Linked DNA regions of Mus musculus: regions 2, 3, 4, 5, 6 and 7 are each linked to region 1. The links are chromatin contacts, called in public promoter capture Hi-C maps. All regions are on one chromosome and are shown on one strand. The core of a region is the stretch at or near the end of the contact, and the rest is flanking DNA. Distances in the headings are between cores, read along the strand shown.

Region 1 (3,334 bases), core at 200-2,699:
CTCCACTTGACAAACCACCACCAAAGGTCAAATCAGAGAGTAGCCCCTCATCTCTGTTTTACAAAGCTGCTGTCCCACTGCTGTGTCCTCCCCTGAGTCCACCTGACCTGAGAATCATCTGAGGTGAGTGGCCCGAGTGGCCATGTGGAGACTTGCAACTGATAATCACTCCCATTGGATAATCAAGTAAACTGAGGCAGCAGAAAGACTCAATAACTTGCCCAGGACCTTGAAGCTTGAAGGATGCTGAGCTGGGATTTGAGTCAGGAATTTGAGTCTAGCTCGAGAATACTTAAACACTCTACTCTTGCTTGACATGTCGTTGGGTGTGTCAACTTCACTGAAGTGTAATGTAAAGAACACACACAAAATGCCCAAATCAAAAGCGCCCAACTCAGTGATTGTTCACAGTAAGCACACCTGTGTACTAGCACGAAGATCAAAGACCAGCACATTGCCAGCCCCACAGGACCTTCAGCCACTCCCTATTTCTTCCATTTATTTATTTTTAACTTTTACTTATTTAATTGGTTATATATACATGAGAGTGCAGGAATGCACAGGCTTCAGCATGTGTGGAGGTCACAGTGTCACTTGGAGAGTTGGCTGTGGGACCTGGGAACCAAACTCAGGTCACTGTGCCTGTTTGCTATTGCTGATACCTGCTGAGCCACTTTCCCTGCCCTGTTAATTTACTTTGGGGTTTGTAGGGACATGCATATGGAGATTAGAGAACAAGTTTTCAAAAGTCAGGTCACTCCTTTTACTTTGTCTTCGAAGCAAGGTTTGTGCGTACCTACCTCTTGATCCTGCAGTTCCACTTCCTCGAGGCTACCTGGCCTTTGAGCTCCAGTTTCCATTTTGAAGTAGGACTACTGTGGTTACAGACGGCAGCCACTCTTCTGGCCTGAGCTGCCACATCTGACTTCTACATGGATCCTGGGGATTGGACACATACCAACAAGCTCACATGGAAAGTGCTTTGACCTACTTAGCCATCCTTCTTACTATCTCTCTTCCATTTTTAATCACACATATTTCAAGCATCATTAGGACTTGGAGGATTTTTTTTTTGTTTGTTCGCATGCTTGCTTTTTTCTTTGTTTTGTTTTTTTTGGTTTGGTTTTGTTTTGACACAGTTTATTATGTTGTTTAGGCCAGTCTTGAACTACAGACTCAAGTGATCATCTGCTTCAGCCTGCCAAATACGTTGATTATAAGACGTTGTCACTATGCCTGGCTTTTTTGAAGCCTGCTGATAATGTGTAACATATTCTATCTTGAAAATAGCGTGTTGAGGAGGAACTCCAGTATTGCCAAATTCTCACTGCCAATATAAGGTGAAGCCCTAATCTTTCCTTAAGCCCCACCCCTCTAGGACTACAACTCCCAGGAGGCTGTGCTCTGGCGGCTCTCGGATTTAAGTAAGATTCTGGGCATTGCTTAAGCCAGCCAGTTGCTGAGTGTCCCAGAGTGAGAGGAACCAAGAACCAACAGAAGCTGCCAGGAATTGGAGCCAGAGAAGGATCCTCGGGCTAGGTTGAGGGTGGGAAGCAGCAACTAAGAAAGTTGACAAGATGCTGTTTATCTTGGTACTGCTTACGTCCTTCCTCTCCATCTTGTATCTGACAGCTCCATCCATCAGGTTTGTTTTAATCCAGCAACTCAAAGATACTTTACGAAGATGGTTTTGACTTCTAAAAGAAGAAGGAGGGAAGGTGGCGGAGGCGAGATTAGTACATTAAAAACAGGAAAGGAGGGGTTCTGGATGCCTCTGCAGAAAACGAGAAGGAAGCACCTGGGTGGGAGGAGGTGGGGCTGATTTGAATTCGGATGCCGAGGAAGGAGGAAGGCGGAGTAGATGAGTCCTGTGGCACTTTCCTCTGATTCCTTTAGGTTTCTCTGACACTTTCCTTTTCTTTTCTGTCCCTAGATGAGGTGAGTGTCATGGGGACTTCATCGTTAAGGGACTCCTTGTCAAGTCTTAGGCACTCTGGAAAGGAAGCAAACTCTCTTCCCTTGATACTTCTCTCAAGAAGTGTTTTGGAAATGATTCACTGGGGATTTGTGGAGGTGCCAAGAAATGGCTATTCTATGTGGGGGCTTTAAATTTTGTTGATGATTAGAAAGGTTAGGAGCCAGGTGTGGTTGTACGTGCCTTTAATCCGAGCACTCAGGAAGCAGAAGCAGAAAGAACTCTGAATTAGAGGACAGACTGATCTACAGAGCGAGTTCCAGGGCAGCCAGGGCTATACAGAGAGACCCTGTCTTGAACCTTTGCCCCCTGACCTGACCCCACCCCCACCCCAAAGGAAGGTTAGATAGGCATACTGAGGACAGAGTGTCAAAGTGTCATACTTGGTCCCGGCCACCCTTAGAAATGACTTAAACATCTTTGGGCTTCAGAGGTTTTTTTTGTTTGCTTGTGTGTGTTTGTTTTTGTAATATAGAAGTAATACTGAAATGGCAGGGGAAATTAATATAAATGGCATATGGAAAGATAATATGTATGGAAAATGTGGAAAGATAGTGAGTGCAGAAACTATTTAGCATGGAGGTAGACTGGGTGCAGAAAGTGTTTAAACCTAGACAGAAAATGTATAGAAAATCAAGCCTGGGATAGACCTCATGAGTGTAGAAAAGTGTCTAGCCTAGTCTAAATATTGGGTGTAGAAAGTCTAGCCTAGGCTAGACAGTGCATGTAGAAAATATCAAGAAAAGACAGTGTATAGAAAGTGTCTAGCTCAGTGTCTGCCATCCAGTGATGTTCAGGAAGTATTCTAGACTCTCTGGTCTTGTTTTCAACAAGAAAGCTTTCTCTGTGTGCCAATGGCCTAAATAAAATCCATAATAAAGTGCCAGAAAGTCACTCAGGATGCTCTCTCTCTAAACAAAAAAGACAACTGAGAGGGAAGTAGTTAATGTGTCAACCCAGATGCTATCTGCTAGTTCCTATAGTAACTATTGGAGCCATAGGGCTCAGGACCATTGAGTCCTCTAATGTGTATCACCCATGTGATTCCAATGTGGGTCAGAGGAGGAAGCTGACCCGTGGAAGTCTAGAGATTAGACTGATAGCGTTTTTATCTGACAAGGAATGTCTCCATTGGCCCTGGCTCAGGAGCATTTTCTCTGCTTGCTCAGGTGACTATTTTTAGCTTCTGGACACATGACCTTTCAATTCTTGTCTATGAGCTGGCCACTACCTTGCCCAACCAAAAAGTGGTCCATGCAAATTAATTTCTAACGATGATAAAGTCTTATTTATAACTCCAAGTTAAAGGCCTCCCTCTTTGGGTTTATGTGGCCTTTTTCTTTAATGCATCTCAGCGTG
Region 2 (3,307 bases), core at 299-2,798, 1.3 Mb after region 1:
TATAAAGTGTTGGGATTATAGGCATGTACCACTTACTTTGTATAAAGTCTTAGAGTTTCTTGTCTCCTTGTCATCTTCACCTCAATCCCTTAGTGATTTCCTCCAAAACAAAGAGAATTCATATTTAACCTGTGGGTTGTTCAGTGACTTATCCCTTTGTGTGATGTGTGAGAATAGCACCATGTCTGAGAGGATTTTATAGAGTTCTAAAATTATTATGGGCATTTCCCTCAAATTTCTGTATCTTCAAAAGATGTCCTCTCACTTCTCACATTGTATGTGTGTGTGCTCAAGTGCTACTGTGGATGTTTCCAACCAGCCTCTAAGCTTCTTGAGTGGACAGAAAAAGATGAAAATTTATAAACAAAACAAAACTCCTTCCTTTTTGAGATAGCGTTTCGTGTAACCCAGGCTTACCTCAAATTTATCATTGTAGCCTGAGGTCTAGATCCCCACCACTGCATAAACGGGGTGTGGTGGCCCAAGCCTGCCTGTAATCCTAACACTTGGGAGATGGAAGCTGGAAGATCAGGAATCTAAGGTCACCTTTGCTCACATTTTGAGAGTTGAGAGCCAGATTGTGCTACACAACACCCTGCTTTAACCCCCTTAAAAAAAAAATCAATCCTGAATGAATGGTTTCATATATAGACAATATTGTGGTTGTTATGAGGATATAGGGACCAGGAGAGATGACAACAGTAAAGAGCACTGGTTGCTCTTCTGGAGGACCCAGGTTCAATTAACAGCCCCCACACAATAGCTCAACACTTTCTATAATTTTTTTTCCTTTTCTTTTCTTTCTTTCTTTTTTTTTTTTTTGGTTTTTTGAGACAGGGTTTCTCTGTGTAGCTCTGGCTGTTCTGGAACTCACTCTGTAGACCAGGCTGGCCTCGAACTCAGAAATCCACGCCGGCTCTATAAATCTTTTCCAGGGGCTCAACGCCCTCTTCTGGCATCTTCAGACATGTACGAGAGGGGAGAGGGAGAGAGGGAGAGGGAGGGAGAGAGAGGGAGATGGGGAGAGGGGAGAGAGAGAGAGAGAGAGAGAGAGAGAGAGAGAGAGAGAGAGAGAGGGAGAGAGAGAGAGAGAGAGAGAGAGAGAGAGAGAGAGAGAGAGAGAGAGAGAGAGAGAGAGAGAGAGAGAGATTAATGGCTATAATATATAACGCGAATGAAGAGCACATTCTGTAAACAGTTTCCTTATTTTCCCGCTCGAATATAAGAAAATTAATGGGGGTGGGTGGGTATGGGGGACTTTTGGTATAGCATTGGAAATGTAAATGAGCTAAATACCTAATAAAAAAATGGAAAAAAAATAAGAAAATTAATGTAGTGGAGAAACGCTACCCTGGGTAAAAGAGAAAAAATGTCCTGTGTTGCATTTGTGAGCGAAAGTTCAATAGGCTTCTTCCTTCAAAGCCAAAACCAAAAGACGAAGCGGCATCTCAGAAAACACCACTTTTCTGAAGACATTAAGTCTTCGCAATTATAACCCTCCTTCCCCATCCTTTAACCGAGAACCTGGGGAGGAAATGCTGCCCTAGCGGCTTCCGTACAAAATGGCGCGGCCCATAGGCACACACCACGGGGGTTGTATCCTCCTGGCCAGCCACTGGGCCGGAAGTGGCTACGGCTTTTATGCATCCGGGTGGGTGCGCCCAGACCGCCGCGGGGGTTCCAGCTTGTCAGCGTGGGGTGCCGCAGGTGTTCGGTCGAGGCTGGAGGCCGCAGGTAAGGGAAGCTCGGGTTGGCAAAGTCCTCTCTGGGGTTGTGTGGCAGGCAGAGGGGTTTCCAGCGCGGCTCGAGAGGGTGGTGATGCTGAAGGGACCACTTTGCGCGTGGGCGACTGTTGGGCTGCAGAGGTGCCCAGGCGTTGTTGGCACTGCCCCTCTCCCCGCCCTGAGGCGCGGCCTCTTGGCCCCTCACTCTCGGTGTGGGCGGTTGAGCCCTCAGGTTCGGGGAGGACTCGTCCCGCCATTGGTCCCCAAGCCTTCCCGGGCCGCCCCTTTCCATCCGCCCGTCTCCTCGTCAGGAGCATCCACCAACCCTTCAAGGCTTTCTGACCTCGTCAGTTAAAAAGCAGCCCCCGCCGGGGTTCCTCCGGGCTTCGGGGGACCCGCCCCACCCGGGACCTGCGGGGCCACATCGCTCGCCGCCCGTCGATTTGCTGGGCACCACCTCTGGCTTTGGCTTTTCACCTTTGGCTTTGGCTTTTTTTTTTTGGCGGGGCAGATCAAACTAGAACTTTAAATCTTATTTATTAAAAATGGACAGCTGTTCACCAAAATTCAGACAACTCAAGTATTTATAAGCTTTGGTACACGATTGGACGCAAATTCCCTTATGTAACCATTCCTTAGAAACACAGAACTGTTTTGTTTTTAGTAACTTTTTTTTCTTTTTTTCTTTTTTTTTTTTTCTTTTTTAAAGAACTGGAGTAGTGGGGAGGGGGAGGGTCTCTCGCTATGTAGCCCTTTCTGGCCTGGAACTCAGGGATCTGTTGGCCTCTGCCAAGTGCTGGGATTAAGTCAAGATTTATTTTTGTTTATGTGTGTGCGTTATTTGGAGCCGGAGTTGCAGCCGCCTGTGAGCTGCCTGGTGGGAGGGAGTGTGCTAGGAGCTGAATTTGCGTCCTCTGGAAAAGTAGCTGGTGCTGTTGAATTATTTTGTTGAAAATACATCTTTTTCTCTTCACATAATATATTCCGACTGTGGTATCCACTTCCTCCACCCCTTCCAGTTCCTCCCCACCTCCCTTCCCATCCGAATCCACTCCCTTTCTGTCTCAATTAGAAAACAAACAGGCTTCTAAGGGGTTATAATAAAATCGAACAAAATAAAATATAAGCTAAATAAAACCATCAAATCAAAATTGGACAAGACAAACAGCAAAGACACCAAGAGAAGACATACGAGTCAGAGACCTGCTTGTTTGAATCCTCAGGGATCCCATAAAAACACTAAACTGGAAGCTGTAACTTAGTGGAGGACCTGTTGAACTCCTGCGTGGGCCCTGGGCATGAAGCCCCAGCCTCTCATGAGTTCCTATGAGCTTTGTTGAGTTCATGTAGAGGGTCTTGTTTTTTAGTGTCCTTCATCCCCTGTGGCTCTTACACTCTTTCCACCTCCTCTTTGGGGTGTGGGGTCCCTAAGCCCTGAGGGGAAGGGTTTGATGGGAGGCACCACATTTAGAGCTGAGTGTTCGAGGTTTGTCACTGTCTTAGTTAGGGTTTTACTGCTGTGAACAGACACCATGACCAAGGCAAGTCTTATAAAAACAACATTTGATTGGGGCTGGCTTACA
Region 3 (3,172 bases), core at 250-2,749, 1.2 Mb after region 1:
TGGAAGCCAGTCTCCCACTAGCAGTCTTCAGATGAAGATGTAGAACTCTCAGCTCCTCCTGCACCATGCCTGCCTGGATGCTGCCATGCACCTGCATTGATGATAGTGGACTGAACCTCTGAACCTGTAAGCCAGCCCCAATTAAATACTGTCCTTATAAGAGTGGCTTTGGTCATGGTGTCTGTTCATGGCAGTAAAAGCCTAACTAAGACATACAGTATATTCTGGTTCACTTATTATGCTATAGTGTAGTGTGTGTTTTATGTGTATATGTGAATGTCTATGTATATGTCTGTGCACCATGCATAAGTCTGGTGGCCAGAAGAGGGCACTGGATCTCTTGGAACTGGGGTTAATGACAGCCACCAGAGAGATGCTGGGAATCTCAAGCCCAAGTTTGCAACAGCTCTTAACCTCTGAGCCATCTCTCCAGCCCTTCCAAGTGCTCATAACTGAGCCGTCTCCCCAGTCCCTCAACAGAATTCTTGATTACCTGGGCCTTATCTCACAGAGGGGTGGTTACCCATGCCACAACCATGTTCTCTTTTATATCTCTGATTCACTGAAGTCAGGCTATGTGAGTATCATTTGTATAGCTTTACTAAGCGGTTATATGTTCTTATTGCATTATTTTTTCTGTAGTTTCATAATGTTTATAACATTTTTAAAGTCATGAAGTGTGATGTTTGCATATGCTCTACCCAGGGAATGGCAGTATTAGAATGTGTAGCCCTGTTGGAGTAGGTGTGGCTTTGTTGGGAGTCATGTGTCACTGTGGGTTTAAGATCCTCATCCTAGCTGCCTGGAAGCCAGTCTCCCACTAGCAGTCTTCAGATGAAGATGTAGAACTCTCAGCTCCTCCTGCACCATGCCTGCCTGGATGCTGCCATGCACCCGCATTGATGATAGTGGACTGAACCTCTGAACCTGTAAGCCAGCCCCAATTAAATACTGTCCTTATAAGAGTGGCCTTGGTCATGGTGTCTGTTCATGGCAGTAAAAGCCTAACTAAGACATACAGTATGCTTCTAAATGACTTCTTTTGCTGATGAGGTCCTGACTTGCCTGAAGATGACCTACAGGAAGAATGGCCCTGAAAACGTTCATGCAGGAGCAGCTGCCAACCTGGCATGGTCATAAACACAACCTGCCAACACCAGCCGCAGCCATGCCTACTTTACCCTCCCAAAGCAATCTTCTCACCAAGGGAGGAATGCTGTGGTACTGCGGCTGTGTGCAGAAACAAGGTTTGGATAAAACATCGTGCCATCCTCCTGGGTGGAATGGATGGAAGACAGCAAAGACAAAAACCATCCCCAGAACTCCAAGTACCAAGGAGGAGTCTAGAATCCCAAGTCCCCAAATGATAAACCCAGCAAAGAAATAAATGATCTTATAATGTCTTGAATACAAGCCACACTCACTCACTCATACACAGAGAATGAAAGGACTGGGCAGCTGGAGCCCAGGCATTTCCTTTATAGGGAGCCCTGGCCACCACAGGCATGCGGTGCTATCTAAACACTGAGTTCAAAAACAATGAAAGGCTTTCAATCTACAGTCAGCATGGAGCTTGCAACTCAGCCAGAATCTGTGGAACTGAGGGTGGGTGAGGGGTGGAACAAGACTCAACAGAAACAAACTTGGCCAGCACAGCCAGCCCAGCAGAGCCCAGCAGAGCCCAGCAGAGCCCAGCACAGCCCAGCACAGCCCAGAACAGCACAGCCCAGCCCAGAACAGCCCAGAACAGCACAGCCCAGCACAAGAGCACAGCCAAGCACAGCACAGCACAGCACAGCACAGCACAGCACAGAACAAGAGCACAGCCAGCACAGCGCAGCGCAGCACAGCACAGCCCAGCACAGCACACACAGCACAGCACAGCACAAGAGCACAGCCAGCGCAGCGCAGCACAGCACAGCACAGCCCAGCACAGCACAAGAGCACAGCACACACAGCACAGCACAGCACAAGAGCACAGCACAGCACAACGCAGCGCAGCGCAGCACAGCGCAGCGCAGCACAGCACAGCACAAGAGCACAGCGCAGCACAGCACAGCACAGCACAAGAGCACAGAGCAGCACAGCGCAGCGCAGCGCAGCGCAGCCCAGCCCAGCCCAGCCCAGCCCAGCACAGCACAAGAGCACAGCGCAGCACAGCACAAGAGCACAGCGCAGCACAGCACAAGAGCACAGCGCAGCACAGCACAAGAGCACAGCACAGCACAGCACAAGAGCACAGCGCAGCACAGTACAGCACAGCACAGCACAGCACAGCACAGCACAGCACAGCACAGCACAGCAGCAGGGTTGACATCAGCTCAAGTCCCTGACAGGAAGCAGGGGCCTCTGCTAAACTCCCTTCTCATCAGTTAATAGTTATCCTCTCTGTCCATTCCAGTCAGGCCTGAAGAGGAGCCTGCCCATCACTGGCCCACGGGTCTATTCTATCCCCACCCAAGATCCTTGACCTGGCATTTATAATTTGGTTAGAGTGCAGGAGTGTGGCTCCAGTAACTTTTCTTCTTCCTGCATTTCTGGGTAAGAAGATTAATCTTTCAACCAAGGAGAGTGCACAAGAACCTGATGTAGTTAGGAGTACATCGTAGAGAACAAAATGTGATTCCTTCCAGAAGAATGGATGGATACATCTCAGCAGGAGTTTATGCAGCTGGCCATTTATAGTGAGAATAAGGAATGATCTATTTTGCCAAGAGAAAAGGCTTTCTTCCCACCGCCTCCCCAAGCCCCCTGAGACAAGGTTTCTCTGTGTAGCCTTGGCTGTTTGGCTGTCCAGGAACTCACTCTGTAGACCAGGCTGGCCTCAAACTCAGAAATCCACCTGCCTCTGCCTCTGCCTCCCAAGTGCTGGGATTAAAGGTACACGCCACCACTGCCCGGACTAAGAAAAGACTTAAAAACAGTTTGTCTTCATAGTCAGGATACGGTAATGTTTCTTTACTTCAGATCTAAAATGCTGGCTTAGTGGTTAAGAGCATGCACCAATCTTCCAGAGACCCTGAGTTTGGCTCACAACCACCTGCAACTTTTGCTCCAGGAGATCTAATGCCCTCTTCTGGCCTATGTACAAATACACACACACACACACACACACACACAATGCCCACTTCTGGCCTGTGTACAAATACACACACACACACACACACACACA
Region 4 (3,194 bases), core at 304-2,803, 1.4 Mb after region 1:
TATTTCCCTTTTGTTTACTTAAAAATAAGAGGGCATAAGTACTGGAGACATGGCTCAGTGGTTAAGCCCACGAGCTGCTCTTCCAAGGGACTGGTTTTCAATTCCCTGCACTCGCACGGTCGCTTACCATCACAGGTAATTCCAATCCTGGGGATCGGACGCCCTCTTCTGTCTGTCGCAGGCACTGCATGCAAGTGGCACACAAGACATGCAGGCAAATCACCACACACCGAAAAGGAAGATCCCCAAAAGCAAAACAACAACCAGAGTGTTGATGGCTCAGTGGTTAAGAGCACGTGCTACTCTTACAGAAGGCATGAGTTTGGTTCCTAGCACCCACATCCTCCGCTCACAACCGCCTGTTCTAACTCCAGACCCAGGGGATCTCATTCCCTCTTCTGGCCTCTGAGGGCTCCTGTACTCACGTGCAAGCACAGACACACAACTTAACAAATAAAACAAAAACCTTCCCTGCCGGATTTTGGGACCAGGACCCTGGAGTCTCTTTTCAGGCTCCACTCCCAGGAGAATATAAGAAAGAACAAGATCGAAGGCTGACAAAATTGGCAAAACAGGGCAACTAAGGATACTGAAAAAGGAAAAATACTTTCTTTTTTGAAGTTCGGGGGTTAGGGGGCAGGCTGAGGCAGCACACTGTAAAGCCAATCCGACCCCCTAAGGCCGACCTACGGAGAACCGTAAGGTGACGGGTGTGTCAGTTTCAGGAAACGTCTAACACGTTCCCCGGCCATTGTTCCTACAGTCGGCTAGTGCATCTGATGAGAAATGAACGGCACCCCACACCTCCCTCTTCCAGGCAGCGATCGGCAGGGAGGGCATCGTCTGCCCACCGCATACCTCGCCCCCCACCATCAGGCGGGAGGCGCGCAGCCGCAGGGAGGAGGATCAGGTCCGGGGCCTACGGGCAGGCCCCGCGGCTCAGCGCCGGGAAGGGGAAGGGTCCACCCGCGAGCCGGGGGGAAGGGGGCGGGGAGCAGCTCCCTCGCTCGCGCTAGAAGGGCAGGGGCGGGAAGGATGGGAAGATGTACCGAGCAGGGGTGGCCCTCTAAGTTGGGGACCCCGGCAACCGCTAAGGACTCACCATCGCGCCAAACGCTCTTGCTGCAGCCGCCGCTAACACCTCTGCTGCCGCACACGAGCTCAGCCGCAACGCCGCCAACAGCCAATCCCGCGAGAGCCGCCGCCGGAAGTCGTCGAAAGCGCGACGCAAAAGGAATCTTTCAGACCATAGAGAGACACACGTTTCTGGTTTCTAGAGTGGATACTGACGCTGTTTCAGCCATCTTGGTTAAGGGCGCCGGGATGGGTAAGAGACTCTTTCTCCGCTTTAGGAAGAAGAGTTCGTTTCGGGATTCTGCCTTCTGTACTCTAATTAACTGACAGGCGGCTAAAGTGATGGGGAATACAACAGCGACACCAGTCGTCTTTTTTTTAAGCCTTTCTAAAAAAATGGCGGCAATATAAGGACCTGGCCGATAGGTCGGTTGTAACCCGGAAGTGCCCTGCTAAAGAGGAGGCTGTGAGACAATCCGGAAGTGGGAGTAATGAAGAGGTGCCACTTGGCGGCCATGGCAGCTGTAGTATTGGCGACTCAGGGTCAGGGCCTGGCTGAGGGAAGTACCATGGGTAGCACCGGGTGTAGGGCAGAGACAGCATCGTGTCGACTTTGCTGTTGAATCCTCCGACCCAAGTGAGAGACTTGCAGGACATCTTGCCCGACTCTAGACTCGGAAGGTAGTTTGCTGGGACTGGTGGGCTGGTCCCTTCCCTGGGGGCGTATCACCTGCGGTGCCACCCCTAGGAACAGGTACAGCGTGCGAAGAAGACACTTGGCTTTACCCCTCTTTCCTACTGCTACCAGGGGCCTTGTCTAGGAGCGGGTCGTCGTGACACTCTCATTCCGACGATTGAGGTCTCTTTCAGCACAATTTCTCCATCTGTGACCGACCGGAATCTCAGTGGCTGGCAACCGAGTACCTAAGATTGCGCGAAGTTTTCTCTGGTGCTAGAGTCAGCAGAAGGAGCTTGCTTCTTAAGAGAGTGGCGTGCTTCGAGAACACCCCGGCTGGTGGCAAGGCTGAAAGAAGTGGGCAAATTCCCGTTTGCTTGGAAGACCACGCGTTTAAACAGCCTAAGCGCCTTTCGAAACTGCTGGAATCTTAAAGCCTGGTGGTAGAGGGTGACTACGGGAGGGCAGAATGGATGACTTTCTCTCCATTAGTCTGCTGTCTGTGGCAATGTTGGTGGGATGTTACGTGGCCGGAATCATTCCTTTGGCTGTTAATTTCTCAGAGGTAAGACGTTCTCCATTGTCTGCCAAGCGTTAGGATGATGCTAGACCTAGCTATATTTGCAAAGAAGCTGTTTCTCAGCTCTAAGGTCTCATTAAGGAAAAGATGTAACATTTCACAGTAGAAACAAAGCTTGTGTTCAACCGTATACATCTTAACCAAGAATGGTAGATAGATGATACACTGGAGAACCTGGAGTGTTCAGAATCCTCTGAAAATTATATACCCCCACGACCACCAAAAGTTGGGGCTCTGCATTTTTCAAGAGACAGGAACCACAGTTACATTTCTGATGATTCCTGGAGGTTTCAAGAAATCAAGATATCAGATAAAACCAAATGGAGACTTACTATTTCACTGAGGTGAAATCAGTATAACAATTTCTGAGAAAAATCATGAATGTTTTTGGAGAAAAGCTTAGGATGTCAGCACTACAATCAGTGTGAGAGAAAAAAGCTACAGTAGGTTGTTATTATCATTTCCTTTCAAAGAAGCCAAGGGCTGGAATGGATATTCTGAGATTATTTTCAAATCTCTTTGTTTAGAGATAAACTTTTTGCACGCCTTTAATCCCAGCTCTGGGGAGGCAGAGGCGATAGATCTCTTGAGTTTGAGGCCAAACCTAGTCTGCAATGCAGGATGCACTTTGGGTTATTTGTTAGGTTGTCATCCACTAAGCAGAGGTTATGGGGGGGGGAGAGAAAAGATATTCTCGTCTGTTCTTTAGATCATCAGAGTGTCCTAGGTACACAGTGCTCAAAGGTTTAAGGAGAAAAAAACTACTGCATGCAAGAGAATTCCATAGTTTCATCCCCAAGATCAGTAGTAGAGTAAACCCTTGCCTCAGTTGTTCTATTCCTGAAAGGACTAACTTCCCCAGAG
Region 5 (2,943 bases), core at 419-2,918, 1.4 Mb after region 1:
ACCACCTAGTGCATTCCAAGCACTATTCTGGGCACAAAGACAACAATAAACAATACCGGCAAAGGCCCCTGGTTTCCAGACACATGTACCCTAGAGGGACAGAAAAAGCAATGCACCCCCTAGAAGACAAACAGGATTGTTCTGAGATGTGGATGGAGAAAATAAAGCAGAATGATGGGGCTGCATAACTAGGGAGGTGGCTTGGAGGGGTGGGGCCGACTCCTCGGGCAGGAGTTGGCTTTTGATGCCTACTGTCCTAGGTATAGGAGCCACCAGGGCACCTCTTTCCAGGTGAGTTATTCATGTAAGGCTTGGCAGGATAAGTGCCAGGGTAGAATGCATCGCATCCCATCCCTATTGGATCTCTACAGTGCTCAGTTCACACCCCTCCTGTCCCAACCTCATCCTGGGCTACTCTCTCTCTTCCATTGCTCTGCTGATCTTTCCGACTCCAGGTGGCACCCTCCTTAACTACAGTTAGGACCCTCACACAGCAGATACCACTCCACCTGCTGGCTTTTTTTCCTCTTTCAAATCTCAGTGACCTGATGTGACCTCAGAGGAACCCCTGAGTGCTCAAGTTCCAGCTGTTGATCTGGGTCTATGCTTGCTCACATGGGCCCTCTGCGTAAGGGCCGTCTTGCAACATGGCAGCTTGGAGCCCCAGAGTAAACAATATAAGAGAGAGAACACTTAGGTGGAAGCCATTGCTTTCCTAATACTCCTAATACTAGAGGAAGGCTCCATGACTTCTGATGTCCTTTATTTATTAGGAGAACTTTATTAGCAGATCCACCCTTATTAGGGTTTACACAGGGTGTGCCACCATTTAATGAGGATCCTTAAGGAGGTCGTATTAGGGAATGCCCATCACACAGATGTGCCCACTGGAAAATGACAGTCAGTGAAGAGTCTTTTAGTTCTCAGTGTCAGAGAGCAGGCTCATACCAGAAAGGACTCTCCACCGACCCTCAAAGTGAGAGAAGTTTATAAAGCCCTAAACCACAACTATATCACAGCAGGTCTCCAAAGTTTCAGATCATTTCATTAAACAAGTTGTCTTAGGTTGTAAAACAATAGACTTCCGGGAGTGGGGTGTGGCTGCATGAGGATGCTCTGTTCAGCAGGATGGGCTCTGAGGGACTGGGTAGGGTAAGGACACAAAACAGCTAAAACTAGGACAAAATGAAGCCACCTTTCATAGGCCATGTGACCCGAAGTGAGCCAATCAGAACATTTCCTTAGGAGGTTTTTGTTTGTTTGTTTGTTTGTTTGTTTTTACCTGACTAGTCTTTAAAACAAACTTCCCTCTGTTGAGCTCAGATTGCAAAAACCCCAAAGAGACCACCAGGAACCACAACTCCAATGCAAGCACGTGAGTCTTTATTCAAGCTCGAGAAAGCTTGGGCCACAAACTATCCGGATGCAACAGCATAGGAGAGCCACCCTGAGGTCTAGGGAAGTCTAGGGAAAGGGGTTTTTAAAGGAAAACAATGCAAACAGGGGTGGAGTTGGGGATTGCTCAGCCTTGACATTAAATGATTGGGTACAAAGTTTACGGGGAAGTTGACTTTTAAAATGATTGATTTGTTTTAGGTACCAAGGCCACAAACAGTTCTGGCCTGGCCATTTGGGTGGGAGGGTTGCTAGGAAACAGTATCTCCTGAGTGTAGAAAAGAATGCAGCAGGACTGGTGACTCCTAGCAGCTGCAGCTGGCCAGATGGGTTTCACCCTGGGGAATGGTTCTTTGTTTAAACTTATGTTTCTGGGCCTCCACTTAGGTCTCTTACCTCTCACTCCTCCCTTTTTTTGTGTGTTCTGGTTGTCCCAGAACTTGGTGTGTAGACCAGACAGCCCTTGAACTCAGAGACTCACCTGCCTCTGCCTTTCAAGAGTTGGAGTTAAAGGCATGCACAGACATGCTGGCTTGAATGAATCTTTAAAAGTGATAATGTTGCTTTGTCTCTTACTGGTAGCCCAGGTTGGCACCAAGCTCAGAGCCTTCCATTTTCTACCTCTCCATTGCCATCACAGGTGTCAACCAACCATGGCCAGTTGGGAGAATTGGGCTGGAGAGATGGTTCAGTTTGTAAAGTGCTTGCTGTGCAAACATCAAGACCTCAGTTCAGATCCCACCACTCACTAAAAAGCCAGGAGTGGTGATGTGCAGAATTCTGGGGGAGGGATGTGGAGCTGCGATGATCTCTGTAGTTTGGTGGCCAGCCTACCTGAATTGCTGAGCTCCAGGTACAATGAGAGACCCTGTCTCAAAAATAGCGTAGGCTCACCATGTAAAGACGACTGCTGCCAAGCTTGATGACCTGAGTTCAATCCTCAGGCCCTTCGTGATAGGAGAACAGACTCCTCCAAATTACAAGTGCCCTCCCATCATATATAATAAATAAGGACATTTTGAATAAATAAACAGAGCTGGGAGCAGTGGCACAATCCTTTAATCCTAGCACTCAGGAGGCAGAGACAGGCAGATTTCTGTGAGTTGAAGGCCATCCTGGTTTATATAGTGAGTTCCAGGACATCCCAAGCTATATAGTAGACACTGTCTCAAAAATAAGTAAGTAAATAAATAAATAAACAAACAAATAAAATTTAAAAATAGAGAGTGCTTGAGAAAGGCATCCAGTGTCTACCTCTGGCTTCCAGGCATACATGTTCACATGTGCATCTTGTACATGCACACATGAACATTCACATAGGTACACACACACAAATGGTACAATCAGATGACCCTATGGACAGTCATGTTCCTCATCAAGAGGAAGAAGCTGATCTGTGGGAAGAGTGAACTGCCGCTTCAGGGAAATGGGAACCTTTTTGTGAAAAGGCTAGAGTCCCTGGTTCCACTGGGCCCTCAGCCCCACCCACGCTCAGGCACAAGTTTGGCTACATTAGTCAAAGGAGCCCCTTTCCTTGTTTGGGGTTTG
Region 6 (3,411 bases), core at 386-2,885, 1.2 Mb after region 1:
GCTGTAGGTGGAATTAAAGGAGAATCTGGAGATCTGGGAGAACCATAGCTCCAGTCTGCTGCGTGGTTTTTACAGGCAGATTTTTAAATTCTTTTGTTTTGGTGTGTGTGTGTGAGAGAGAGAGAAAGCGCACGAGAGAGAATATGAATATGGGTGGGCTTATTCTCATGTGAGTATGTATATATGTGTGTGTGTGAATGGGTGTGGACTTACTTGTGTCAGCATATGTGTGTGTGAACGGGTGTGGGCTTTTTTTTTTTTTTTAAAGATTTTATTTATTTATTTCATGTTATGTGAGTTCACTGTTGCTATCTTCAGACACACCAGAAGAGGGCATCGGATCCCCATTACAGATGGTTGTAAGCCACCATGTGGTTGCTGGGAATTGAACTCAGGACCTCTGGAAGAGCTGAGCCATCTCTCCAGCCCATGTGGGCTTACTCTTATGTGTGTGAGTGTGTGTGTGTATAAATGGGTGTGAGCTTACTCAATGTGTGTATGTGTGTGAATGGGTATGGGCTCACTCTTCTCACAACACTCTGGGTAGAGGGGTCAGAAGACAAATCTGTCTCCTATTATCCTATGTGATCTGGGGATTAAAATCAGGCCTTAGGCCATTGTCAGCTGAGCCACTTTGCTGGCAGTTATAGTAGTATTTTAACTGTCCATCAAATAGCTTCTGTGTAAAAGACTTAAGATAAATAGCAAGTTCTAGGCCAGCCAGTACTAGCAGGCTAGAAAGCAGACAGTAATATCCTGTCTAAAACTAAACCAATAAACTGAGCAGTGGTGGCACATGCCTTTAATCCCAGATCTCTGAATTTGAGGCTAGTCTGGTCTACACATCCAGTTCCAAGACAGCTAGGGCTACACAGAGAAACTCTTGTTTTAAAAAACAAAACAAAACCCAACCCTCCTCCAAAACATAACAAAAGAAATTAAACAACTAAATGAACAAATAATAAGCTGTAAGCTGTCATAGGGTGAAGTAGAGAAGGCTGTCTTGTCTTAAGTTCTAAATAATTATTTGATTTAAAAATTACACAATTAAAATTACTTTAATAAAAATAATTTAATTATAAGAATAGTAGAAGTAGAGAAAAAGGAGGCAGCTGGCCAGAAGAGGGAAGCTCACACATGAGAGAGAACGTGGGGGGTCTCAGAGTACTGGTGGCAAGGCTAGACTCCCGAGAGAGGCAGGCTTACTAAAAATAACTGCGAAACGTACTTTCGTTACATGCAGACCAAGATGATGATGAAAGGAAATGACTTTCTGTGACATGATGTAATGCTGGAAGACATACAGAGAGAGCAAAGCCCTCAACTACCAGCTCCTGAGACCAACAAGAGGGAAACCATATGACCCTGCCCTTGCAAACAGAGAAACCCAGTGTAGAAATGATGGCTTCTGGCCAGCTCAAGTATAACTGTAGTAGATGTGGGGTCTGTGGCCTCTAACAGCTTACCTGACACTTGACGTACTTCCTCATTATTTATTTTTAAGATAGGGTCTCATAATTTAATTCTGTTTGATCTGGAATTCACAGGGATCCACCTGCCTTTGCCTCCCAGTACTGGAAATTAAAGTTGTGCCCCTGGCCCAGGGTGTGCTTTCTGTTTCACCACCATAGCACACTTCCTTGGCCCAGTCTGACTACATCTTTGGAATCCCCTAGTTGGATTAACTGACAGGACAGACTCAGAGAGAAAGAAATGATAGCCAACCTCAGTTCTTCGAGGAACTATAAAAGAATCCATCTCTGAAGAATAGCTCAAAGGGGATGTGAGAGCTATCTTATAAGAGGAAAATTATCAGGGGTGTATTGCATAGAGGAAATGGGGACCAAGGAAGAAGACCATCTCTTCAAGTCAGAGAGAGAAGCACAATCTATGGGTGGCTCTTTGACCTTTTAGCTTTCAGAGATATGAGGGACTACATTTACGGGTTTTCTGTTTATTTATTTATTTTGGAATAGGGTCTCTTTACATAGCCCTGGCTGTCTTGAACTTGCTATGTAGACCAGGCTGGCATTGAACATTGCCCACCCCCACGCCCCAATGCTGGGATTAAAAGCATGCGCCACAATCTATCTTTTAATTCAGTTTGTGTTATTCTGGTATTGTAGCCATGGCAGACTAAGAGGCTCAAGCCTAAGGCAGTACACAAGGGACTTAGGGGGATACCCCAAAACCAAAACAAACAACAACCAAAACCCAACCAACCAAAACAAAACAAAACAAAAAAAACCAACAAATCTAATTAAAAAAATCCTCCCATTCTGTTGCTAGTCCCCATTTTTCTTTATACCAATGTGAAAATATGGCAGAGAAGCATTCCTGAAAGGGAAAGGGAAATCTACTTTCTACTGTTTCTAAACATTATAGTGGCTTAACAATCAAAAACACTGCAAGTCAGGTAAAATATACAATTAAACATGAAGGTGTGATCTGTGGAGGTAGGAAGCCTGAGCCAGAATAAACTTCAACAGAGTCTGTTCTGCTTGCCACATCTGGCTGACTGTTGCCACATCTGGCTGACTGTTGCCACATCTGGCTGACTGTTGCCACATCTGGCTGACTGTTGCCACATCTGGCTGTGCTTGAGGAGGAGCTGCTTCTCCACACTTCCAAATTCCACAAGGGAAGTGCTTATAACTTATTTAGCAACTAGACCACAGCACCTGAACACACCACACCCACACCTCGTTTAGAGTTTGGTAGTGATGTTATTCACTCAACAACACACAAAGCCAAAAATGCCTCAGCTCAGAGCACTAGACATGTGTGTCACACAAGGCAAAGTCCTCTGCTATGTTTCTGATGGCCATGTTCCAGTTTGATGCCATCCATGTATCACCCACTGCAGACAGCTAAATTGAGCTGCCCTCAAATAAATTTTTGTGGCAGTAGGTAACATTAAATAGGTGAGGATAGCAGTAGGCAACATTAAATAGGTGAGGATGCCATTATTTTAAAAATGAGATTTGAGGGGCTGGAGAGATTGCCCAACAGTTAAGAGTACTGTTGCTCTTGCAGAGGACCCAAATTTGATCCCAGCACCTACAAGACTCACAGCCATCTGTAACTCCAGTTCCTGGACCTCTGGTGCCCTCTTCTGATTTCCATGACCATTAAACACACATGTGGTGCACAGACCAGATAAATATGAAGGCAAAACACAATTCAATATGATGAATAAACCTTTTCAAAATTAGGTTGAAAACTTAAATGTTCCAAATGTATGGAAAACTATAGGCCTTAGTCAGAATATAGCTGGAGCAGATACAGAAATGGCTATTTGATGTCTGGGGTTATCAAACATCAAGAAACACACCTGCCCATCCTCAGAGAAGCCCTCCTTTAGTTTACATCACCATGGAGTCCAACAGAAGGCAAGGCCCTAACCAACCA
Region 7 (3,043 bases), core at 7-2,506, 1.6 Mb after region 1:
CCGCTCCCTCTTTCTCCTCTTCTGGCACCGGGTCCACCATAGCTGAACCTCGTTCTTTGTTGGAGTCCCTGAGATGACAGAGGGGCGGGGGGACATAGAGGATCTGTGAGCTGTTCCTCCCTCCTCAGCCATATTTACCCCTCCCAACTTAATCCGATTTCAGATTAGGCTCAGGGGCCTGATGGAACGTAAATCCTAAAACTGATGCCCCAAAAACTCAGGCTGGGCAGTTGCGGTGGGGGGACGCTGGGCCTTAGACAGCAGCCTCAGTCTCCCTCAGACCTAGAATGCAGGGCCTTTCAGGAGACCACATTGGCGTGAGGCCCACTAGCTGCATCCCCTTCCTGCAAAGATTGAAGTGCAAGGAAGGCTGCAGCCAGCGAGGGAGGCGCTGGAGGATTCCCCGGAGGATTAGCTATTTGTTTGTAGCTTAGGCGGGCTGCTGGGATGCAGCTTTGCAAGAACACAAAAGGGGAAGGGGCCTGTGCATGCCAAAGTGCATTGCTGCGAGGGCCCCAGTTGCCTAGGAAGAAGTTTATGGTTGATTTCTCTCTACCAAAAGGACCCGGAGCGCAGGGCCCCCGGGAGATGGAAGGGCTGAAAAGAGTCTCCAAAGGCTTCTCCGAGTGGAGTGATGGATTCTTTCTCCAGCCTCTCCAGCGGGGCTTGCTGGGAGCTCTCTGCCTTCCTCTTCCTCCAGCCCCCACCCGGTGTTTGCTCAAGATGCACAAGGCACCTGAATCCTCCCAGATGCACCCGATCTCCAAGGCCGAATGTGTAGTTAAAGGTACCATCAACCCCAGTATGGTGGACTCAGACATCAGCCGCTGATGCTCACCAGTTTCCGCACCGCATCTCAGGGGAGTGGGCTCTTAGAGCGCCGTAAACCCTGCCGCTCCATTCTGGGAGCTGCTAGGTCTCCGAGCGGGTTCACTTACCCCAGGTCCGGGCTCCGGCCCCCTTGCCGAGGGCTTTTGTTCGCCTCTCGCTGCTCTCCCCGGCGCCTCTTCAGTCCCTGCGCCGGCGGGGTCGGGTTACTGCCGGCTGCAGCAGCCAGCGTCTCTCCATGGGAGACTACGAACTGGGAGCACACATCCCAGACGCTACCTACCCGGGGGAGGGGGAGTGCGACAAAGTCTCCCTAAAATAACGTAGCTCTGCTCCCTTGCTCACAACTGATTCTTAAAAAAGGAAGCTGGGTTCTTCCCTCGCCTCTGCATCCATCTCCACCTCTACCGCCAAGGTACCGCAGGTCTCTCGCTGCTCCTGGCGCCTCCTGGTGGCCACTTAAGGGTATTCATTTCTTTGCTTAGAGGACGACAAAGCAATTAAAAATACAGTAACTACACATGTATGCATATAAATGAATGCATGCATACATACGTAATACAGAGAGATGTGGACATAGCAGTTATCACCAGAAATCTAGTCTTTGGGCACCTTAGGCGGGTACAATGAAGGAATCAGTATATTTCTCAAAGGGATCTTAAGCAGACCAACAAGTCAGCAAGTAATTGGGTAGAAAGAGGGCACCTGGTCCAAATAGTGATTTTTATTTATTTAAGGAAAGCTAAGATGGGAGAACGAATGAGAACAAAGAATGATGCCACATTATGAAATTGCCATTACCTTGTTTGCTCACCTAAATAACTAAAAACAGTCGACAAAAACACACGGGTTCAGGCGGCAGAACACAAGTGACCAGCGGATGCTGCTTCCGAGTCGCTAGTTTCATACGATGAGACTGATCCTGATCGATGCCATGTAATGAGTGCTTTTTGATGACACCTCATCCTACCCTTCCATCGTGAGTGGTAGTGGCCAAAGACATCCCAGATTAGAATCCTCCAAGGAATGGGGGGGGGGGGGAGGTGTAGCATTAGAGAGTGTGGTGAACTATGATGCTAAAGAATCCGAAGGGCTGGTTGGTGGTGATGCCCGCCTTTGATCCCAGCACTCAGGAGGCAGAGGCAGGTGGAGCTCTGTGAGTTCAAGACCAGCCTGAGCTACAGAGTTCCAGGACAGCCAGGGCTACACAGAGAAACTAAACAAGCAAACAAAGGAAACCATGAGGGGAAAGTAAAGTTTTTGTTTTGTTTTGTTTTGTTTTGTTTTGTTTTGTTTTGGAAAGGGAAGGTTTTGAACAAGGAAATAATGCCGCAGATAGACTTTTTAGGAACATAACTCTAGCAACAACAGGGCAAGGCCCAAGAGACTAAGGAAGCAGTTGGGGAGGCACTGCAGGTACCCAGCACAGGGAATGTTGGAACCAGAAAGGGAGCGGTGGTAGGAAAGGAGGAAGGTGGGGGTTTGTAAATACAGTGGAAGGAACCACACTCAAAGCTTGGCTCTAGTGTGTGAAGTGAGGGATCAAGGATGGCTGCCTGGAGCAGTGGGATGCTGAGACAGACAGACAGACAGACAGACAGACAGACAGACACGGAAAGCGTGGATCCAGGAGGGAAGATTAGCTGGTATGGAATGCCAGTTATGGGCAGTTGCCCCTCTCCGTCATTAGAGTAGGACCATCCAACAGGTGGCTGGTTAAGTCATACTAGAGGTCTGGACTGGAACTAGATCGAGGATGTCACCATCTATGTAAGGTCCCTGTGATGGCTAGTTTTCTGTCCACTTGACACATGCTAGAGTCATTTAAGAAGAGGTGACCTCAACTGAGAAAATGCACCCCCAGACTACTCTGAAGGCAAGACTTGCATTTTCTTAATTAGCGATTGATGAGGGGGTGCCTGCCCATTGTGGGTGGTTTCACCTCTGGTGATTCTGGAGTGTGTAAGAAAGCAGGCTGAGTAAGCGTTCAGGAGCAAGCCAGTAAGCAGCAGCCTCTCGTCTTCTTACCTTGAGTTCCTGCCCTGACTTCCGCTTTCTCTCTCTCTCTTTCTTCCTTTCTTTCTTTCTTCCTTTCTTTCTTTCAAGATTTATTTATTAGCCAGGTGTGGTAGCGCACGCCTTTAATCCCAGCACTGGGGAGGTAGAGGCAGGCAGATTTCTGAGTTCGAGGCCAGCCTGGTCTACAAAGTGAGTT

Evidence for each region. Promoter capture Hi-C pulls out the DNA fragments that hold promoters and counts their contacts. Capture Hi-C pulls out chosen DNA fragments and counts their contacts.
Region 2: a promoter capture Hi-C map of second pharyngeal arch cranial neural crest shows a contact between it and region 1. The contact joins the promoter of Exd2 here to the promoter of Rdh12 in region 1. A contact is called at or near these places in 10 of 39 promoter capture datasets (the C10 cell line, the HPC-7 cell line, cranial neural crest and 6 more) and 2 of 9 other capture datasets (liver and macrophages).
Region 3: a promoter capture Hi-C map of pre-B cells shows a contact between it and region 1, with 4 times the contacts expected there. The contact joins the enhancer-like site here to the promoter of Rdh12 in region 1. A contact is called at or near these places in 10 of 39 promoter capture datasets (the 3T3-L1 cell line, the C10 cell line, the HPC-7 cell line and 5 more) and 1 of 115 datasets of contacts at active chromatin or transcription factors (large pre-B cells).
Region 4: a promoter capture Hi-C map of adipose tissue shows a contact between it and region 1, with 3 times the contacts expected there. The contact joins the promoter of Slc39a9 here to the promoter of Rdh12 in region 1. A contact is called at or near these places in 8 of 39 promoter capture datasets (the 3T3-L1 cell line, 3T3-L1-derived adipocytes, cranial neural crest and 3 more), 1 of 115 datasets of contacts at active chromatin or transcription factors (embryonic limb bud) and 2 of 9 other capture datasets (adipose tissue and liver).
Region 5: a contact with region 1 is called in a promoter capture Hi-C map of liver, with 5 times the contacts expected there. The contact joins the enhancer-like site here to the promoter of Rdh12 in region 1. A contact is called at or near these places in 8 of 39 promoter capture datasets (the 3T3-L1 cell line, cranial neural crest, frontonasal cranial neural crest and 4 more).
Region 6: a contact with region 1 is called in a promoter capture Hi-C map of liver, with 3 times the contacts expected there. The contact joins the enhancer-like site here to the promoter of Rdh12 in region 1. A contact is called at or near these places in 4 of 39 promoter capture datasets (cranial neural crest, hippocampal neurons, liver and 1 more), 1 of 115 datasets of contacts at active chromatin or transcription factors (large pre-B cells) and 2 of 9 other capture datasets (macrophages and pancreatic islet).
Region 7: a promoter capture Hi-C map of liver shows a contact between it and region 1, with 4 times the contacts expected there. The contact joins the promoter of Ccdc177 here to the promoter of Rdh12 in region 1. A contact is called at or near these places in 5 of 39 promoter capture datasets (the C10 cell line, frontonasal cranial neural crest, hippocampal neurons and 1 more) and 1 of 9 other capture datasets (liver).

What each region holds. Positions count from the first base shown.
Region 1 is chr12:79,207,464-79,210,797 of GRCm38.p6, forward strand. It overlaps Rdh12 (retinol dehydrogenase 12), which reads left to right and starts at 1,450. Exons shown (of 7, transcript NM_030017.4): 1 at 1,450-1,645. The coding sequence starts at 1,578.
Region 2 is chr12:80,461,547-80,464,853 of GRCm38.p6, forward strand. It overlaps Exd2 (exonuclease 3'-5' domain containing 2), which reads left to right and starts at 1,549. Exons shown (of 9, transcript NM_133798.3): 1 at 1,549-1,734.
Region 3 is chr12:80,378,427-80,381,598 of GRCm38.p6, forward strand. All of the region lies in intron 5 of Dcaf5 (DDB1 and CUL4 associated factor 5), which reads right to left. Among named protein-coding and RNA genes, the nearest start is that of Mir1843a, 12 kb to the right of the region's middle. Within about 2 kb of position 1,500, at least 137 of the 459 cell types and tissues checked have an H3K27ac peak or open chromatin away from gene starts, as enhancers often do.
Region 4 is chr12:80,642,662-80,645,855 of GRCm38.p6, forward strand. It overlaps Slc39a9 (solute carrier family 39 (zinc transporter), member 9), which reads left to right and starts at 1,554. Exons shown (of 7, transcript NM_026244.2): 1 at 1,554-2,315. The coding sequence starts at 2,220. Erh (ERH mRNA splicing and mitosis factor) reads right to left here and starts at 1,450. Exons shown (of 4, transcript NM_007951.4): 1 at 1,103-1,450. The coding sequence starts at 1,105.
Region 5 is chr12:80,614,418-80,617,360 of GRCm38.p6, forward strand. No RefSeq gene overlaps it. Among named protein-coding and RNA genes, the nearest start is that of Gm23817, 7.0 kb to the right of the region's middle. Within about 2 kb of position 1,669, at least 28 of the 459 cell types and tissues checked have an H3K27ac peak or open chromatin away from gene starts, as enhancers often do.
Region 6 is chr12:80,359,261-80,362,671 of GRCm38.p6, forward strand. The region is part of intron 7 of Dcaf5 (DDB1 and CUL4 associated factor 5); the gene reads right to left. Among named protein-coding and RNA genes, the nearest start is that of Mir1843a, 31 kb to the right of the region's middle. Within about 2 kb of position 1,636, at least 37 of the 459 cell types and tissues checked have an H3K27ac peak or open chromatin away from gene starts, as enhancers often do.
Region 7 is chr12:80,759,459-80,762,501 of GRCm38.p6, forward strand. It overlaps Ccdc177 (coiled-coil domain containing 177), which reads right to left and starts at 1,257. Exons shown (of 2, transcript NM_001008423.2): 1 at 939-1,257; 2 at 1-68. The coding sequence starts at 40.